Linked DNA regions of Mus musculus: regions 2, 3, 4 and 5 are each linked to region 1. A link is a contact called in public Hi-C, HiChIP or PLAC-seq and promoter capture Hi-C data. All regions are on one chromosome and are shown on one strand. The core of a region is the stretch at or near the end of the contact, and the rest is flanking DNA. Distances in the headings are between cores, read along the strand shown. Region 1 holds the start of Akip1 (A kinase (PRKA) interacting protein 1). Region 2 has its middle 17 kb from the start of Gm28863. Region 3 holds the start of Adm (adrenomedullin). Region 4 holds the start of Tub (tubby bipartite transcription factor). Region 5 holds the start of Swap70 (SWA-70 protein).

Region 1 (3,338 bases), core at 427-2,926:
CAGCACATTTTGAAAACAAAACAATTCAGGTGTGATCCTGGAGATTTTCACTTCATTTCAAAGGAAAAAGGAAACACCCTCAAATCAAGTAACTGTGGGATTCAGCAAAGAAGCGCAATACTCCTTCACATGACTGAAAACTCAGAAGAGGCGGGAGAACATTTGTGCTTTGTTTATCCTCAACAGCTAGACTTAGGAAATGCGTCAATGTGCTTGCATTACCACCTGGCTTACGTAACTGATTATAATCTGCTCCCATGAAGGACTATAGGTCCTGGGAGAGATGACTGATTCTTCCCAAGTCCAGATCACACCAACTTACCCCACACTGACTTGAAGTATAGTCCATGAATTCAGCCATTGCTCCGAAGGAAGAGCTAAGGGTTGGGCACCTTTCTTCTCTCTGTTGTAATAAATGGCAAGTCATAGGTGAGACCTACAAATCCCCTACTGGAGAAGGACATCATTTGAGAAATAGCCCTTTTTCACTTTTAGGAAAGCTTCTGCAAGCTGAAACTGGTAAGAAGGATCTTGCTGAGAAAAAAAAAAAAAAATCCAACTCTGTAAACTAGATGTGCAATTTATCCAGGAACTAAAATAACTGGTTGGCTGGCTTTACTCACTATTGAGTAATGGGAAAGAACTGTTATTGTTGTTTATGATTTTTTGAGACAAGATCACATGTACACTAGGAAGACTTTGTACTTGATCCTTAGCCCCGACCTCCCAAGTTCTGGCACCACACTAAGAATTGTATTTATTTACTTTAGACAGGGTTTCACTAGGTAACACACGATGGCTTGAAACTTGCTATGTAGAACAGGCTAATCTCGAACTCAAGAGATCTGTCTGCTTCTGCCTCCTGGATGCTGAGATTAATGGTGTGCACCACCACACCCGGTAAGAAATTTTATGTTATAAGTAAGCAGAATACTACTATTCTTTTGTTATTCAAAAAGAATTGGGTCACACCGTGCTTGTACACAACCTCTTTAATACTAGTACCTAAATCGTAGGCAAGAGTTCAAGGCCAGCCTGGGCTATACGAGACCGTGTCAAAAGCAGTTTCCAAACAACGTTTCCACTTTTGCTCCAATGCGTTACATCTTCTGGACATGGGAGGCTTCCTCCCGCCCAGTGGCGGCGGAGAATGACTAGACAGTCCCCCAGCTCCCGGCCTCACCTCTCCTAGGAGGCGCTGGGAACCAGGGACCGACCATCTTTCCTGGTAGGGGCCCTGGCGGTAAAGGACCCCCACGTTGCCTCTGGATCGCTCTGGAGAATGCCAGTCCACTGCCCTCCTCTTGGCGCGCTCCAATACTTCCCTCCCCAGCCGAGCAGAGCGCTGGAGCGAGCGCCGGTCCACTCCGTTCAGCGCCGCGGCCGCCAGACAGTATTCCATGTCTCCCTGGACACATACACAGACAAGTCAACTAGGCCCGGATCCGGGCGGCAACTTCCCCGCGACCCCAACTCCCCCTTCGCCTGCATCGCGCAATCCAAGTGGGGAGGAACTAGCAGGCAGGACCCCTGCCCCTTGCACTTCCGCCTCTCAGACCCTGGGTACAGCCCCTCACCCGGCCTGCTTCTCCGGGCGCACGCGCATAGCGCTCACACGGACACGCCTTCCGTGTTCCCGCGGCCCTTCTTTCGCGCCAGTTGCCAAGCTAACTGCTGCGCGCCGTGGGCGGGGCCTGGCGATGGGCGGAGCCGGTGTGGGCGGGGCCGGGTCGAGGGGCACGTGGGCCCAGCCTTAATCAGCTTCAGACGCGAAGCGGGCGCTTGTTGTCGTTCGAGGACTTTCTTGCCGCGACAGGTCAGTGTGGATCCCGTGACTCGTTGCGCTAAAAACATTTGTGAGAGTAGGTGCATGCGGACCGTATTCAGGGGTCTCGCCACTCCAGAACCACTTTTGTGTGAGGAGGTGATGAGGCTAGCGGACCAACGCGACTGAGGAGGTAGTGCTGGGGAAAGGGCATTCTGTCAGAAGAACTCTCAAGGCTGGGGATGGAGGCCAGACGGAGGTCTTGGAACTGTGGGTGAGGGGACTGGTAAGACTCCAGGGGATGGCAGGTATTTCTTGGCAGGTTGGTAGAGGATGTAGTGGAGTGGTGAGTGGGGAATCCCGTCATTCCCTTCCTGCAGCTTCCTCATTCCTCCCTTGGAAGAACAGATTCACACAATTTTGTTGGAGGTTTATTTGTTTGTTTGTTTTTGACAGTCTCACTGTGCAAACCCTCACTATGTAGACCAGGCTGGCTTTCAGTCTCTTTGGTCCTGGGATCTGGACCTACCATTCAAGCATCAATCGTATCACTTTTTAAAGTAAGAAATGGATCAGATACCTTTCAGAACACCATGGGGCTATGGTGAAAGCCCTGGGTCTCAGCGGGAGTGACACCCCCTGGTGAGCAGCAGGGCGTGAATGGGGAGAAAGTTCCACTTTAAGGAACATTGCTCAGTGCGGGGTGGGTCCCTCACAGGACACAAAGGAATTCTCAGTCCTTAAGTAGTGTGAATAGAGAAACATTTGCCCACAAACCTAGCTACCTGAGATTCCTTGAAATCCATGCCAGAAGCCAGGATCTGTAGTGTGCATCTGTCAGCCCTACCCTGCAACAGTGACATAAGAGGTGAGGACAGGAAATTGGCTAGAACTCCTGGACTAGACACCTTGAATTATATAGTCTAGCAGTAGCAACAAGCAAGACCCTGCCTTACACATGGCAGAAGGTGAGAACGGACTCCCAAAAGTTGTCCTCAGACCTCCATACACTTTCTTTGGCACACATGTACTACATTCACACACATAAAAAATGAGTAAAAAGTAGTCTAGTTCTTATTGATGAATGATTCTCACTTCAACTTCAGGATCTAGGTAGCCTCTATTCTGATTGACATCCCCATAAATTTGCCTTTTTCTGGCGATTCATACAAATAAAATCATATGGTATGTGGCCCTTTGGACCGGTCTCTTTCATTTAGATTACTTTGAGGCTTGTCTGAGTTATAGTATATAGTACATTGTCATCCCTTTTTATGGATAAATAATATTCCATTATATGAATATACTGTATTTTGTTTATTCATCACTTGGAACTATTTCCATCCTGGAGGCCTATTCTGATAATGCATTCTAAGACTAAATATTTTCATTTCTCTTGAGCAGAAACTTTGAAGTAAAAATTTTGAGAGTATTATAAATTTATATTTACATGATATGAAACTGCCAGGCTGTTATTCAAAGTTGCTGCACAGTTTTATATTCCCACAACTGGCCGCTTTTCCGTGTCCACTCTAGCGTTTGTTGCCTTTTTGTGTTGCAGTCCTTCTCCTGC
Region 2 (3,338 bases), core at 308-2,807, 940 kb before region 1:
ATAAGAAGGGGGCAGGCTCAGATGGTTAAGAGCACCAGGTGCTTTTCCAGAGGACCTGGGGTGGGTTCCCAGCACCTATGTGGTAGCTCACAACTATCTTTAACACCAGCTTGAGGGGATCTGCTGCCCTCTTCTGGCCTCAGAGGGCATTCACATGGTGCTGATGTGCGTGGGCTAAACATCCACATGCATAAGATAAAAATAAATTTCACAAACACCTAAAATAGCCTAAGGAAGGAAGGGTCTATTTTTGCTCACAGTTTGAAAGTACAGTCCATTGTGGTAAGGAAGTCGATGGTGTCACAGCACAGAACAGCTGGTCACATTGCATCTAAGTCAGGAAGCAGAGAGAGGAGTGCCATGGCCGGGTTCAGCGTTTTTCCTCCTTATTAGTCAGTCTGGACCTGAGCCCAAAGGATGGTGCTGCTCAAATGCAGAGTGGAAGGCACCAAGTCAACCCTCTACAAAGCTGGGGTTAACTTTGAATTCACATATCACACCGTATCCTACAGGGCTCAGTAAATGTCTCTATTGCCTACAACGTTATGCCCAGAACACTTCATTATAAGTCCGTTCTGGGTCCATTCAGTGGTATGGGATAGCCTGGGAATGTTGCCACAAAGTATAACATTGTTCCTCCTCAGGAATAGTCTTCCAGATTCCAAAGGACAGATTTGCAAACAGCCTTCTGGAGTGCAGCCCCGTGTACTGCTGGGAACTGCCTTTGTCCGACTTGTTTACTTGGGAAGAACTCCTCTGGACTTTGACCCCTGCAGCTGCCTGGAAGGAGGTAACCTGGCTTTAGCCAATCCAGGGTGCGGCCCGGCCAGGAGCAAAGTAAAGCTGGTAGCCACTGCTGCCTACTAAGACACCACATGGGCACTGCCACCACAGCTTGGGGTTGGGGGAGGGCAGACTGTTCAGAGGTCTGCAGCGCTGAGGAACCCACTTGAAGAGCACCAGTCTCCTCCCCACGCTTGCCGGTGATGGAAGAGAGACAAAGTTGACTCACTTGAAGAAGAGAGGCATCTACAGTTTTCAAGGACTACGGAGGAAAACCCTTCCTCTAAGCAGCTGCCCCGTCTCACTGCTGCTGAATTCCTCCCACAGGCAGCAATGGCTTTGAGTGTCAATGGCCGGCCCGAGCCACACTGGCCTTGAAGATTCCTAAGAGCTATTTTGAGTGATTTCACTGCTCGCGGTCCTGGCAAACTTATCCATTTTCAGACAATATTTAGATTCTGAGGTAAGTGTGAACTAGATAATGACCTTTCAAGCCATGGCACGATGTTCTGTTTAAAGCTTTCGTTTCTTCCTCAGAGCAACTACAAAGTCCTCTGACCCTTCAGCATGGCCTCCTGGAGATTTCCCTAAGGTTCTGCGCACACTCCTGTGCTGCGCGTGTGCGGAGGGTGGGGGTGGGGTCGTAATGACTGAGGGCAAAATCCTCACGTGTCTTGGGTCCTGAGGAACCAAATTGAACTTCTGAGATGCATAGTACCAAGGCATGGTCTGAGGCATTTCATGCTCTCTGGATGTTTTTAAGGCTGGCCTCAAAATACATGTGAGCATAGAGCAGCCGTCCCCCAGTGAGTGTAACTAGTAGTTGGCTGGCTATGGCTGAAACAATAGGCTATCTGCAACTTTACTTTTAGGTGACTCATCAGAAAAGCTATTTTAGACAGTCTGTAGCGAGTAAGATTACATTTGTTCTAAGAGAAACAGACCTAAGGGACAAAAGGCTAATTGCAAAAGTGCTCTTTTTCAGCTCAGAGAAGCCTTGCTGTATTTTCTTGACAGCATCTTAGTTACCAGACACAACAGAAGGCATAAAAGCTGGTATCAAAAACAATGGGAAACAATCATGCCCTGACACCACCCGGCACGCACACCACTTTGCTCATCAAAAGGCAAGCTTGTTGAAGAAGCAACGGCCTTGTCCACATGCTCATCATAGAGCCTACACATGCCCTTGTGTGGGAACCTTTGTCAGGCTGCGGCTATGGTGGCCTTGTGACCTGCCAATCGGTTGTCCAACCTTCTGATCATCTGGAGTTCTCTCAGCAGTTGCTATCCCCTCTCTCTCCACCAACTCAGGGTGAAGGAGCAGGTAGAACTTTCTGGCAGGAACTTGGAGCATAGGCTGAGTCTTCTGGGGTGAGCAAGAACACAGCAGATACAAGAGATGGTGGGTGGGCTCCCACAGATCTCCAAGCAATCCCAGGAAGCATTTAGCTTATTATTCACTAAACAGTTGTTCCCTGCCTGAAGATGAGAAGTGAAATGACCCAGGATCTTCTAGAACTAAGAGCTGTCATGAGTATCCCGAGAGGAAGGAAAAGCTGAAACCATTACCCCAGACCTGCAAGGGTTTTCCTGTCTTGGGTCCCCTCACTTTCCATTGCTGAGATCACATCAGCCCCCCAAGAGGAAATATTGCTTTAGTGGCTGGCCTCTTGCCATGGCTGAGCCAGGCTAGAACATTCCCAAAGCCTTTACACAACCCTAGAGAAGAACAACTGGACATAAACAAGAAAATGCATGAAACATAAACACAACACAAGCTTGTGAACCACAGTAACAGGGCAAGACACGGGTGGAAGGAATTTTGCGTGTTATGAGTTTTTGTGAATTTATCAAGAGCCATACTTACTCTAAAAGCAATGCATCTGTATTTTGAAGCCTCTATAGTGTACCTTTTGTCTCCTCGTCACACTCTAGTATGTATGCTTTGTATACCATGAGCTGTTCATCTGAGTAATTCTGAGAAGCCTTCCTCCTACTCCTTCCTCCCTTCCCCCACCCCCACCCCTACCTCCTCCAGGATTTCTGCAGATGAGTGCATAGGTGATCAGCTCAGTCATTCAATAAATGTGGGCCTAAGTAGGAGCTGTGGCGCAAGACATTGAGTAATGAGCCATCGTATACCTGGTCTTATCAGGCTCAGTCTGATAGGAGAAACTATCAAGGGTCATTTCCTTAATACTTTATGTCATCTAAAAACTATCAGATTTGACTTAAAAAAAATCAGATTTAGCTGAGCATGGTGGAGCACGCCTTTAATCCCAGCACTCGGGAGGCAGAAGCAGGCAGATTTCTGAGTTCGAGGCCAGCCTAGTCTACAAAGTGAGTTCCAGGACAGCCAGGGCTATACAGAGAAACCCTGTCTTAAAAAACCAACCAGCCAAACAAACAAACAAAAATAAATAAATAAATAAACAGATTTATATGAAAATCCATCTAACAGGCTCGTTAATCTCTGCCAATAAAAAAAAAAAAACAAAACAAAACAACAACAAAAGATCACTATTTAAAGAATTCCCAAAATCAATGATGAT
Region 3 (3,338 bases), core at 256-2,755, 920 kb before region 1:
CTAAAGAGTCTGGAGATGTGCGCCCAGGGGCCTGGGGCTGTGTGTGTCTGCTCCTGGGAGGACTCCACAGTCCGGGACCGGAGGACCTCCAGCAGGGAACGCCGGCGCCGGCGGCCATAGCCTTGAGGGCTGATCTTGTTTCTGGGAGCCATGCCGTCCTTGTCTTTGTCTGTTAGCTGGTAGATCTGGTGGGCCAATTTCTGAAATGTGCAGGTCCCGAAGCGGCATCCATTGCTGCGGGAACCCTGGTTCATGCTCTGGCGGTAGCGTTTGACACGAATGTGGGCTTCGCTCTGATTGCTGTGAAGAAGGAAGGACACCTCATCAACCGGGGCTTTGGTCCCAACCACCTGGGACCGGAGCCATGCAGTACCCGAGGGACCTGGAACCCGTTCCCTCCGCCGGAGCCTCAGCTGCAGTGCAGCCAGGACAATCCCCAGGGTCAGAGTAGTGGAGAGGGCACATCCTCTGCAGAGAGCATAGTTACCTGGCTTGTAGGGGGCCAGTTGTGTTCTGCTCGTCCAGGAATGGATCAAGAGTCTGGGTAGGAACTGTCGTCTCATCAGCGAGTCCCGTAGGGTAGCTGCTGGATGCTTGTAGTTCCCTCTTCCCACGACTTAGCGCCCACTTATTCCACCTAGAAAACACAAGCAGATGCGTTTGGCCTAAGTTCAAGTGATGTCCCAGCCAGCTCCACTCCCTTTGTAACACCTCCAGACCATCTCTCAGTTTTCTCTCATTGCCAGGTATTCAAAGTGAAGAAAGAAAGCACGGCCCAAACTCACTTCTTTCGGAACTGCGAAGGAGTATCTGGCCCTGCAGTGTCCGCGCCTAGGAAAGCGAGTGAACCCAATAACATCAGGGTGATGGAAACCAGCTTCATTCTGTGGCGATGCTCTGATACCCTGGAAAGGAACAAGACACCGAGTGTGAGCAACCGGGCCAGCAGCACGATCCCGTCAGCACGCGAAGGGTGGCGGCAGGACGGGGAGCCGCTTGGCAGCGCTCTTCCTGGCTCAGCTGCTTATCTCCCCCACTGGCGCAGAGAAACACCGGAGATTTTTGCGCTGGCCGGGTGGGTGACAAGCAAGGCAAAGGAAGCCATTGAGAAGTGCCAGGCTTCCAGAGGTTTCCAACTAAAGTCCCAGGATCTCAGCCCAAGGAGGAGGGGGGATCTCAAGAGAGCTCCAGCTGTGCGCATGAGCTAGACCTGGGCAATGAGGTGTTCTCTACATTGGATACCCTAAAGTGGGTTGTTCCCCCTTGTCCAGCTCTGCAAGTTTTGGGGCTTTGGCAAAGCCGTCCCCCTCCCTAACATGCTGGAGGCCAGCGGTTCCTACCTGATAAAGGGGTGCGTTGTCAAGCACTTGAAGCAGAAAGAAGTCCTTCTGACAGTAGCAAAACCCCAAAGTCCAAGATTGACTGCGATGAGAAGCCGAGAAACCAGGAGCGGGAGCGGTAACGCTGGAGTTGCTCTGTCTAGTGTCACCAAGAAACCACTGACTAGTGAGCACCAGCTCCAGCGTCTTATAAGCGCTCAGGGGCGGACGGTGGGCGTGGTCAGATTTGCCCTGGAGTCCTCCCTCTCCAGCGTGCTTGCTTCTAAAACCAGACCTGCCCTGCAGCTTGCCTGTGGGTATGGGGGGTAGGGGTAAGAGGTCCCCTGTGGCTAGACATCTCAGAGATCCGCTCTGAGAGATTAGACTGGAGCAGGACTTCCCTTGCCCTAATTTCCCAGCATAGAGTTCAAACAGTGAGAAGGGAAGGGGAACCAGAACAACTCGGGTGGGGTGAATCCTTTGCCCATAATGTGTACAACCCAGAGTGCTGATCTGAGCTTCCTGGACAGTGCTGCAAGAACCGGGAGACGGGTGGGACACATGGATAACCAAAACCCCGGACTTGGGGAGCTGTGACCTCAAATGGACCGCGCCCCCTGCCGGCTTAGCACCTGACTGAGCCTCGACCCCCATCTGTGCCCGCAGGGTACACCTGGAAGGGAGAGGCTCAGTCTCCAGTGACTGGGACTGAGGGGTTTCTCGATAGACTAGCCAGTACGGATTTCGTAATAAGGGCAGAACTGGGAACAGCTGAATTGGAAATTGGGGTTTGGAGAGGGTAGTTATCTGAAAATTCAGAACTCACATTCCTATTTGGAAATACAGGAATAGCCAAAATTAGGAAGAGAGATAGTTTTGTTTTCTTCCTTGTGATACTATTATCCCTTATAAGGCTATGACCTGCGAGTTGACCTGACTGCCTTCATTCATCCATCATAAACGTGAGGATTGACTGACTGGGAGCACACTAATGCCTCACATATGTTAATCACTTTACAGTTGACAAATCCCAGCCAGATCCCAATCGCTTTTGATCTCTACACTCCCGAGCTGGTGTTCTCTTGAATTAAAGTGAAGTGCCGAAAGGGTAAGTCTATTGCCCAGTCACACTAAAGGTGGGAAGCTGTAGAGTCTGGACTCAAAAGACTGGGGCACAGCGGCTCGGTTTTCTGGCTGGGGTCACCATTCTCATCAGGTGGGGGGAGAATGCCGGCCCCCGCCTAGCCCAGAGATATGTGCTAATTCACGATGAATCAGTTCGAACACGTTTGCCACGGGCTGGTGCTCTTCACAGATCCGTGAGTTCACTTTCTTCCCTTCTAGGGCCAAACTGGGCGACAGGCGTAGCTCCGCATGCAGGTCTCCCGGAAGGTCCCGAAGCTAAAGACATGACCTACGACAGCTCCTAGCCCCCAGCCCTGGTGATGTGGACACAGACAACTCATGTCCTCTTCCTGGCGACCCCGGCAGATCTCCCAGTGTCCTACCTTATCTGCCTCTAAGTGTTAGACCAAGAGCAAAACCGACTAGGCATTCCTGTCCCGCGGACCTTGCTCACAGCGCAGACTATGCTAAGCACTGCTGGTTCAGCCCGTTTGTCACCCTCCAGACAACCATGGACATTGCACCTGGGGGAGAAATGGCCGCGCCGAGATTACTTATCCTCCTAAAACTGCAAAACGGAGTTCCCCCTTGGGCAGGGGACAGATTCCCAGGTTCTGCTTCTGGTAGGGGCTTGGGACACGGATGTTGAAAGGGCTGCAGCTAGGCGAACTGGCCCGCCTTAGGGCCTTCTGGGCCGTGGGACAGTCACCGCAGCAGCCCTGGCCAGTGGCTAGCCTGTCTGCACCAAGCAGCACATGTAGCACAGAACCCTAGAACTTGACCCTAGAACTTTTTCTCGCTTCTGTCCCGTTCTGTACCCTTCCTTTCATTTCATCCCCGGATTGTCTGTTGATACCGCGCAGCTGTCAGTCTCTTTGAAGATGCAACATACCT
Region 4 (3,338 bases), core at 446-2,945, 690 kb after region 1:
TTCTGAGTTAGTACAACTCAGGCCCCAGTTCCCAATTGGAGGTTTCTCCCTTATCCATGTGAGACTGAGGTGTGGGCTCACATGTCTGCAGGAGCCTGTGTATGACTCTCTGTCTACATGTGTCTCTGTGTGTGTTGGTGGTAAGACAGAAAATAACTCAAAAAGCCCCCACAGAGGCTGAGCTCAGAGGCAATAATTATTCTCGAGAAAAAATCGCTGAATTCCCAGGCCTATGACAGGTGCCTGTTGGTAGAAAGACCCGCTTTTAACAAGCTTCAGGCAGTTCGAGCTGGTTTCTAATTGGGGTTCTGTCTGGACCGACTCTTTGGAAGGACTCTGTCAGGATCACTTTCCTTCATGGGCTATGTGGGTCCTGAGTGTCTGATTCTGCAAACCAACAAATGTGCACCTGGGTCAGCAATAAAAAGTGGGTCTTAGCAGTCCAGCTCCCTTTTTACACACATGCCTCTTCAGGAGGCTTTAGAGACAGCCCGGTAGCCCATGGCAACTAGAGAGCCAATGAGTGGCCACGGATGTGGCGCTGCTATGGCAATGAGCTCTTTTCCCTGGTAATAGAATTGAGTAGTGGATGGAGAAAGGCCTGCACCTGTGTGAGGCTGGAGACCACCCCTCCCCCACCACCCACACAAGAAAACCCGAGTCTCTCTTAGGTCTGCCCAACCAAGTATCCAGGAACAGGAGGTTGGTCAATGCTCTTGAGTGCACGTGAGCGTGTGTGAGAGCAATTCTCTGAATTGTGAGCTAGTTCCACTAACAAGCATCTCTGAAAGGTACTGAATAGTACTTATGAGTAGGTAATACGGTGTATTCCTATACGCACAGATTTGAATGTATGCACCTGTGCAGCCCCCAAATTAAGGTCTACTGAGATATATGGGTACATGTAAGCTGCCATGTGGCCTGGGTTCTAACCATCTCAGCAAATCCATGCTTTGGGGATATGAACTGAACAGCAGGGACATATTTGGCCCAGCGCGCAGATGCTCTGTTTGTGTGCAAGCGTGAAGATGCAGGGATGTGTGCGCACAAGCTATCCAGACGCATGTCCTGGGTGCTGGGCCTAGGGGGCGGCTGGCTCACAGCAGTTCCTTTCTCCATGTGCCACCCGACTCAACAAGGCTAGAGATCTTTTAAGAAGCTTTGGGTGTTGAGAAGGGTGGAAAAGGGCAGGTGGCTTTGAGGCCCTCAAAGTTGGGATGGAAAAGCCCGGCACCTCCAACCCGCGCTCCCGGTGTTGGAAAGGAGACTGAGGGAGCAGTACCCTGCCTCCAGGCCAGATGGCCCCGACCGACGCTGCATCCCGACTCGGAGGATGGTGGGTGCCCTGGCTGCGCGCTCCCGTCCTCCTCCCCGCCCTCAGCGTTGGAATGGGGGTCCGAACATGCCCTGGAGCCGGGGAAGCCGGGCCCGCGTACCTGTAAGGAATCCAGTCGGAATGCGGCTTGGAAGTCATGTCTCCCGGGGGCGGGGCGGCGGCTGCGGCTCCGGTGGCCGGGACCGCTCGGGGCTGGCGCGGGGACCCTGCTCAACTCTCGGGCCGCCCCGGGCCGCATCCTCCCCGGCCCGACCGCTGGGCCCCGCCGAGGCCCTCTCTGCACGCCAGGGCCCCGGCCGCGGGCTCCCAGAACGGTTGTCTGTGCGCGGTGCAGCGCTCGGGAGAGGCGGCGGGAGTGCGCGGGGCACCGGGAGCGCGCGGGCTGGAGCGCGCCTGAGGCGGGAGAGGCAGTCCGCACCGCAGGCGCCGGGTCTCGCGCCCCAGGCTGAGCCCTGCGTGGCAGCCGCCGCCCCGCCCCTGGCCCCGCCTCGACGGAGACCCCACCCTGGCCGGTGGATGCAGACCGCGCGGGATGCCCACTCTCTGCCGGAAGGATGCTGTCACCTAGCCTCAGTTTCTCCCTCTAGGACCTCAGCTATCCCTCAGTCCTTGACTATCTCAGATTTACCCTGGACTCAACTCAGGGAGCCTCTGGTCTGAGTACTGACTGAGTCCCTGTTTCCTTCTCAACTTCCCATTTCATGTGCCTGCCTCCATAACCTTCTGATCTTTAGTTAAGTAAACGGTGTTTCCTCTGCCTGGGTCATTCTTTTGGACCTTACGCTTCCCATCCACGTTTCCACAACCAAGGGAAGAGTTCTGTTTACGGTTGCACTCCAGGTCCTTAGAAAGTTGGAGCATTAGCGGGCACAACAGCTTTGACAAGCAAATATTTTATCCCTATTTCCCAGGGAATGAAGTCTGAGAAATGGCTTGACCGAAGGGCAAGGAACAAGGAAGTGTTGGAGCTGAAGTTGAACCAGGGTCTCTCATCTCTCAAAGCCCTTTTGGAGGGCAGCAAAATCTCAAGAAAGATCCTCCTAACCTTGAATGCTGCTGAGATGGCTGTACAGAGGACCTACATTTAATAACAGGCAGGGGAGGGAAAGATGGAAGATCCATAATAGGGCTAGATGGAAGAAGGGAGAGGCCAGGTATCCAGCAACGTAGGAGGCTGGAAGGCCAGCCTGAACCTCATAATGGGGATCAGGGAAGGGACTACTGATGAACACAGACCCTATACACTCCTCAAGTGTACCTTAGGCTCAGCAGCACCGGATATGCAGTAGAGCCTCCATGGAGAGATATTCTGGCAGCACTGGGAGGAGTGTGGTAATGACCCCCATGTTTAGGGTGGGTCTCATCTTACTGCCCTGGAGCCAAGCCAGAACCTGCCCCTGGGGCTTATTCCAGCTTCTCAGCCTTGTCTGACCCATAAACTACAAATACAATAATGATGATATATGGACTGCTTGGTGAGCTATCAGGGGTTGGGGCTTTGTTAGGTGAGATTTAAATAACTTCATTAACGACTGGCCTAGGAACTGTATATATATATATATAGATAAATAGATAGATAGATAGATAGATAGATAGATAGATAGATAGATAGATTTTTTTTTCAGCAGAGGAAATGAAGCACAGAGAAGACAAGCACAATGCTCAAGGCTGCACAGGTAGTCCTCGGTGAAGCCAGCATTCACATACTAACTCCCAGTCCACAGTCTCCATCCTCTGCTTCCCAGTAGTCCATGTGCTGTGCATGTGTTTACTCTTAAATCCTTATCTGTCTAGAGTGAGATCTTAGCTCCCCAAACCCTGTTCACTTGGGTTATTTATTAACCTCCTAAGGGCTATTACTGTCATACTGGACCTCCCAAGAAAATCTCCCAAGAGTAGGGTGCAGTGTAAAGCTGCTGCCTGGTCTTCAGAGCAGCAGAGGGCTAGTTTGTCCCTCCTTCCCTGGAAGCCAGAGGACAGCAGCAAAGCTACTCCCCCAGAG
Region 5 (3,338 bases), core at 581-3,080, 520 kb before region 1:
GAAGAGTAATGGATCTTACATGGCATAAGATTTCTACATTCCCCTTAAAGTGGCAAAATGGTCATTCTAAGTATACAGAGAGAGAGAAAGAAAGAAAGAAAGAAAGAAAACAGAAGCCAATCATAATAAAATGGCAACCCTAAATCTATCAATATCAATCATTACATTATACATACATGGCCTAAATAAATACTCTGATACCTCAGAATGGTTAAAAGAAAACCTGGCTACACACTATCTAAAAATTATAATAGGTAAAAGTAAAAACAAAGTCCTACAGCTCTATTCAGAATCACGAATAAACTAGAAATAACAAATCTTCAAGAGTGAATGGATAACTATGGCACACCTATAAGATGTACTAGCCTAGCAATAACAATACACATACTATAGGTTAACTTCTAAGGCATTCATCTGAGTAAAGGAAGCTGGTTTCAGAAGATCCAATTCATATCACACTTGAAAAAGGAAGACTAGAACAGATCCGTGGTTACCACCTGTTGGAGATGGGGCAGTATGACAAAGCTTTGTGGGACAGAACTGATGAAATCCTAGTTAGTTAGTGATAGTTACTTCCTACGTGTGCTAAAACTCGTTGAACTGTACACCAGAAAAACCTATTATTAACTTTTTTAAATATTATTTTTAAATTATGAGCGTGCATGTGAAAATGTGTGTGCTGCTGCCCACAGACGCGAGAGGCAGCCCCTGGAGCTGGAATTATAGGCTACCCCTATAGCTATGTGAGTTATCCCACGTGGGTGCTGGGAACAGAATTCTGGACCTCTGGAAGAGCAGTCGCCCCTAACCACGGAGCATCCATCTCTCCAAGACCCCGTATATTACTTTTTTTAAAGTAAAAGTATGTGACTAATTTCCATCGGTCCTTCCAGACTATGATTTAATGAATAAGATCAAAAGGAAAACAAGTGAGCCCGCCAGATCCTGCTGGCAATAAAAGTCACTACTGAAAAGAACTTCCTCATTTACTACACAAAATATACAAAGCAAACCCAAACTTCGGAAATTTTTTTTCTTAGAAGAGGCTAAGAAAACCCAGTCATTCAGATCCAAAATGTGTATATTTTAAAAATGCCTGTTGAATGGCTCCTCTTGTCTGTTTCTATATTTCAGGCTTTTCAAGACGCTGCCAATTTCTCCTGGCTGGGTGCCACTTTGGGGTTTACTCGACTTACAAGTATCCCTTTATGCGTACCTCATACTCTGGAGTCTTTAGGCAGCCCTGAGGAGGACTCTGCAAAAGCAATGGCCTTTGCAGGGAGCCCGTAAGACCCGGGGCCGCTCCGCACGCGCTCTCACTGGCCCCAAGGTCTGCGGACGCCGGGGCGGGGAGGCTCTGCTCAGCGTCCCGGAGGCGAGCCTGAGGCTCCCGGGCCCCCATACAGCCCGTGGCGGGGGGAGACGCTCTGCGGGTCCCGCGGCGCCTCTCGGAGCGCACCTCGGCCGTCGCGGGAGCCGCAGGAGCGCGTCCACCCCCGCGCACCGCCCGGAGGCCTGAGGAAGAGTGAGGACCGCCGCCCCGCCACATTCCCAAGCAGCCCTCCCTGCGGACACCGCCGCGGGTCCCGTGCCCTACAGGAAGAGCGCCGGCAGGGGGCTCACCTTGAGTTGCGACTTGGAGACCTTGCCGCTGCGGTCCAGGTCGAGCGCGGTGAAGGCGTGCCAAATGGCTTTGAGCAGTTCGTCTTTCAAGCCCCTCATGGCCGCGGCCGCGCTGCCCTAACAGACCTGGTCAGCCCAGTCGGCAACTCAGCGCCTCTGCCTCCTGCAGGATCCCCACAGAAGACTCGGCCCGCCGCGCGGTCACCTGACCGCTGCAGGCCCCGCCCTCCCAAAGGGCACACCCCTCTGGTCCCGCCCCTCCGTCTTACCAACCAGCCCTGGGATACCCTCTGCCCACTACGGGGACGTAAACAACACGCAAAGTCCTTGTGGTGGGTTTCCACACCAACTCAGGCCATTTTCAAAGCTCGCATGTGCTCCCAAAGGAATGCCCACCAGCCCGAGGAACACTCAAGACTGGAGTGATCAGCCACTGAGGCTTTTGCAGGAGTCTCACAGTTATTAAAGGAGTCTTGGTTCAGTCCTGGGATGGAGTCACGGTCTTAAGAGGCCAGACAAGACCCCGAAAAATGTCCAGGCAGAGCCTGGAATGCTCAGTCCCAAATCAGGAAGGATAAAGAAGGAGACAGAAACAAAAATAGAAATCTAAGAAAGTTGCTTCATGCACTTTGCAAATATGCATTGATGGCCCTCTGTAGTGGCCTCTAGGGGCAGAGCAACAAGTTTTAAGAAGAGTTAAGAAGTCAATGATAGGCTTATAAAGGCTCATAGATAAAGGCTCTTGATGCCAAACCTAACGATTTTGAGTTCTCTCTCCTAAACCCACATAGGGGAATGAGAATCGCAAGTCGTCTCCTGACTTCCACCGCATGCCCACACACCTACAATAAATAAATAAATAAATAAATAAATGAGTAAAATAGAAGTTAATAAGCCCAGCAACATTTTCTTTCTAACCTCTGCCGCTTAGGATCAGTTCACATCCTAGGAAGAGCTTCACGGAGGTAAAGTTGCTGTCGCTGGTGGATTGTGCTCCCATTATTGGAAATCATGCAAATCACTCCATCTATTTTAATAATGAGAATGGTTGACCACTTAAAAGAATCCATCCAGACCTAGAGAAGTGCCCAGATGGCATCTCTTACACTTGAACTCTTCTGACTTCAAATTCTCCACAAATAGAAAGAGCATAGATACCAGATGGTCCAGAAGGCTCTTTCCCACTGCCTGGGGTAGTGACTGTGACTGGGTAACTTGAATCTCATCACAATAGCACAATCCTTAGACACTATGGAAAGGATAACTATCAAAAGTCAAAAGCAGGGGATTCCCAGATCAAAGTGTAGTTTATTTTTCCTCTTTAAAGTTCCTTTGGGCCTATGGTGTAGCTCAGTTGGTAGAGCTCTTATCTAACATGTACAAAGCCCTGAATTTATCCTTAGCACTACACGGTGCTAGACCAGGCATGGTGGTGCATGTCTGTAATCCCAGCGCTTGGAATTCAGAAGTCCAATGACATCCTTAGCTACATATGGAGGTTGAAGCTAGCCAGGACTAAATGAAACCCTGCCTGTAAATTAATAAACTTCTTGATGTCCACATATGTCTTATTTTAAAGGGGACAGGAGAGATAAACTAATTTGGAAAGAGTCAAAAAAAAAGAAAAAAAAAGAATAAGCTGCATCAATGAGTTTAAGGGCAGAGGGAATATTGTGATCATAAAAAGAGAAAGAGCTATAAGAATATGTTCTATC

What was found. Promoter capture Hi-C pulls out the DNA fragments that hold promoters and counts their contacts. Hi-C and Micro-C count contacts between places; a contact is called where the count stands out from the background. HiChIP or PLAC-seq counts read pairs in DNA pulled down with a chosen protein or histone mark.
Region 2: a contact with region 1 is called in an HNF4G HiChIP or PLAC-seq map of pancreatic cancer cells. The contact joins the enhancer-like site here to the promoter of Akip1 in region 1. A contact is called at or near these places in 2 of 484 Hi-C or Micro-C datasets (embryonic stem cells and pro-B cells), 2 of 115 datasets of contacts at active chromatin or transcription factors (T-cell acute lymphoblastic leukemia and pancreatic cancer cells) and 2 of 9 other capture datasets (adipose tissue and liver).
Region 3: a contact with region 1 is called in a Hi-C map of B cells, with 12 read pairs. The contact joins the promoter of Adm here to the promoter of Akip1 in region 1. A contact is called at or near these places in 9 of 39 promoter capture datasets (3T3-L1-derived adipocytes, the C10 cell line, the HPC-7 cell line and 5 more), 9 of 484 Hi-C or Micro-C datasets (B cells, CD8 T cells, cardiomyocytes and 4 more), 2 of 115 datasets of contacts at active chromatin or transcription factors (T-cell acute lymphoblastic leukemia and embryonic stem cells) and 3 of 9 other capture datasets (adipose tissue, embryonic stem cells and liver).
Region 4: a contact with region 1 is called in a promoter capture Hi-C map of hippocampal neurons, with 2.3 times the contacts expected there. The contact joins the promoter of Tub here to the promoter of Akip1 in region 1. A contact is called at or near these places in 2 of 39 promoter capture datasets (cranial neural crest and hippocampal neurons).
Region 5: an H3K4me3 HiChIP or PLAC-seq map of embryonic stem cells shows a contact between it and region 1, with 8 read pairs. The contact joins the promoter of Swap70 here to the promoter of Akip1 in region 1. A contact is called at or near these places in 1 of 39 promoter capture datasets (cranial neural crest) and 3 of 115 datasets of contacts at active chromatin or transcription factors (embryonic stem cells, large pre-B cells and pancreatic cancer cells).

The regions. Positions count from the first base shown.
Region 1 is chr7:109,702,016-109,705,353 of GRCm38.p6, reverse strand. It overlaps Akip1 (A kinase (PRKA) interacting protein 1), which reads right to left and starts at 1,676. Exons shown (of 6, transcript NM_020616.2): 1 at 1,578-1,676; 2 at 1,184-1,408; 3 at 323-403. The coding sequence starts at 1,402. It also overlaps a transcript of Denn2b not described here.
Region 2 is chr7:110,646,355-110,649,692 of GRCm38.p6, reverse strand. No RefSeq gene overlaps it. Among named protein-coding and RNA genes, the nearest start is that of Gm28863, 17 kb to the right of the region's middle. Within about 2 kb of position 1,557, at least 77 of the 459 cell types and tissues checked have an H3K27ac peak or open chromatin away from gene starts, as enhancers often do. A contact at or near this core is called in adipose tissue, liver and pancreatic cancer cells, where this site is marked.
Region 3 is chr7:110,625,824-110,629,161 of GRCm38.p6, reverse strand. It overlaps Adm (adrenomedullin), which reads right to left and starts at 1,505. Exons shown (of 4, transcript NM_009627.2): 1 at 1,341-1,505; 2 at 786-905; 3 at 488-637; 4 at 1-300. The coding sequence starts at 883. Gm28863 (a long non-coding RNA gene) reads left to right here. Exons shown (of 3, transcript XR_003946665.1): 2 at 747-2,427; 3 at 2,664-3,338.
Region 4 is chr7:109,009,237-109,012,574 of GRCm38.p6, reverse strand. Tub (tubby bipartite transcription factor) reads right to left here and starts at 1,695. Exons shown (of 12, transcript NM_021885.4): 1 at 1,437-1,695. The coding sequence starts at 1,474.
Region 5 is chr7:110,220,195-110,223,532 of GRCm38.p6, reverse strand. It overlaps Swap70 (SWA-70 protein), which reads right to left and starts at 1,830. Exons shown (of 12, transcript NM_009302.3): 1 at 1,624-1,830. The coding sequence starts at 1,722.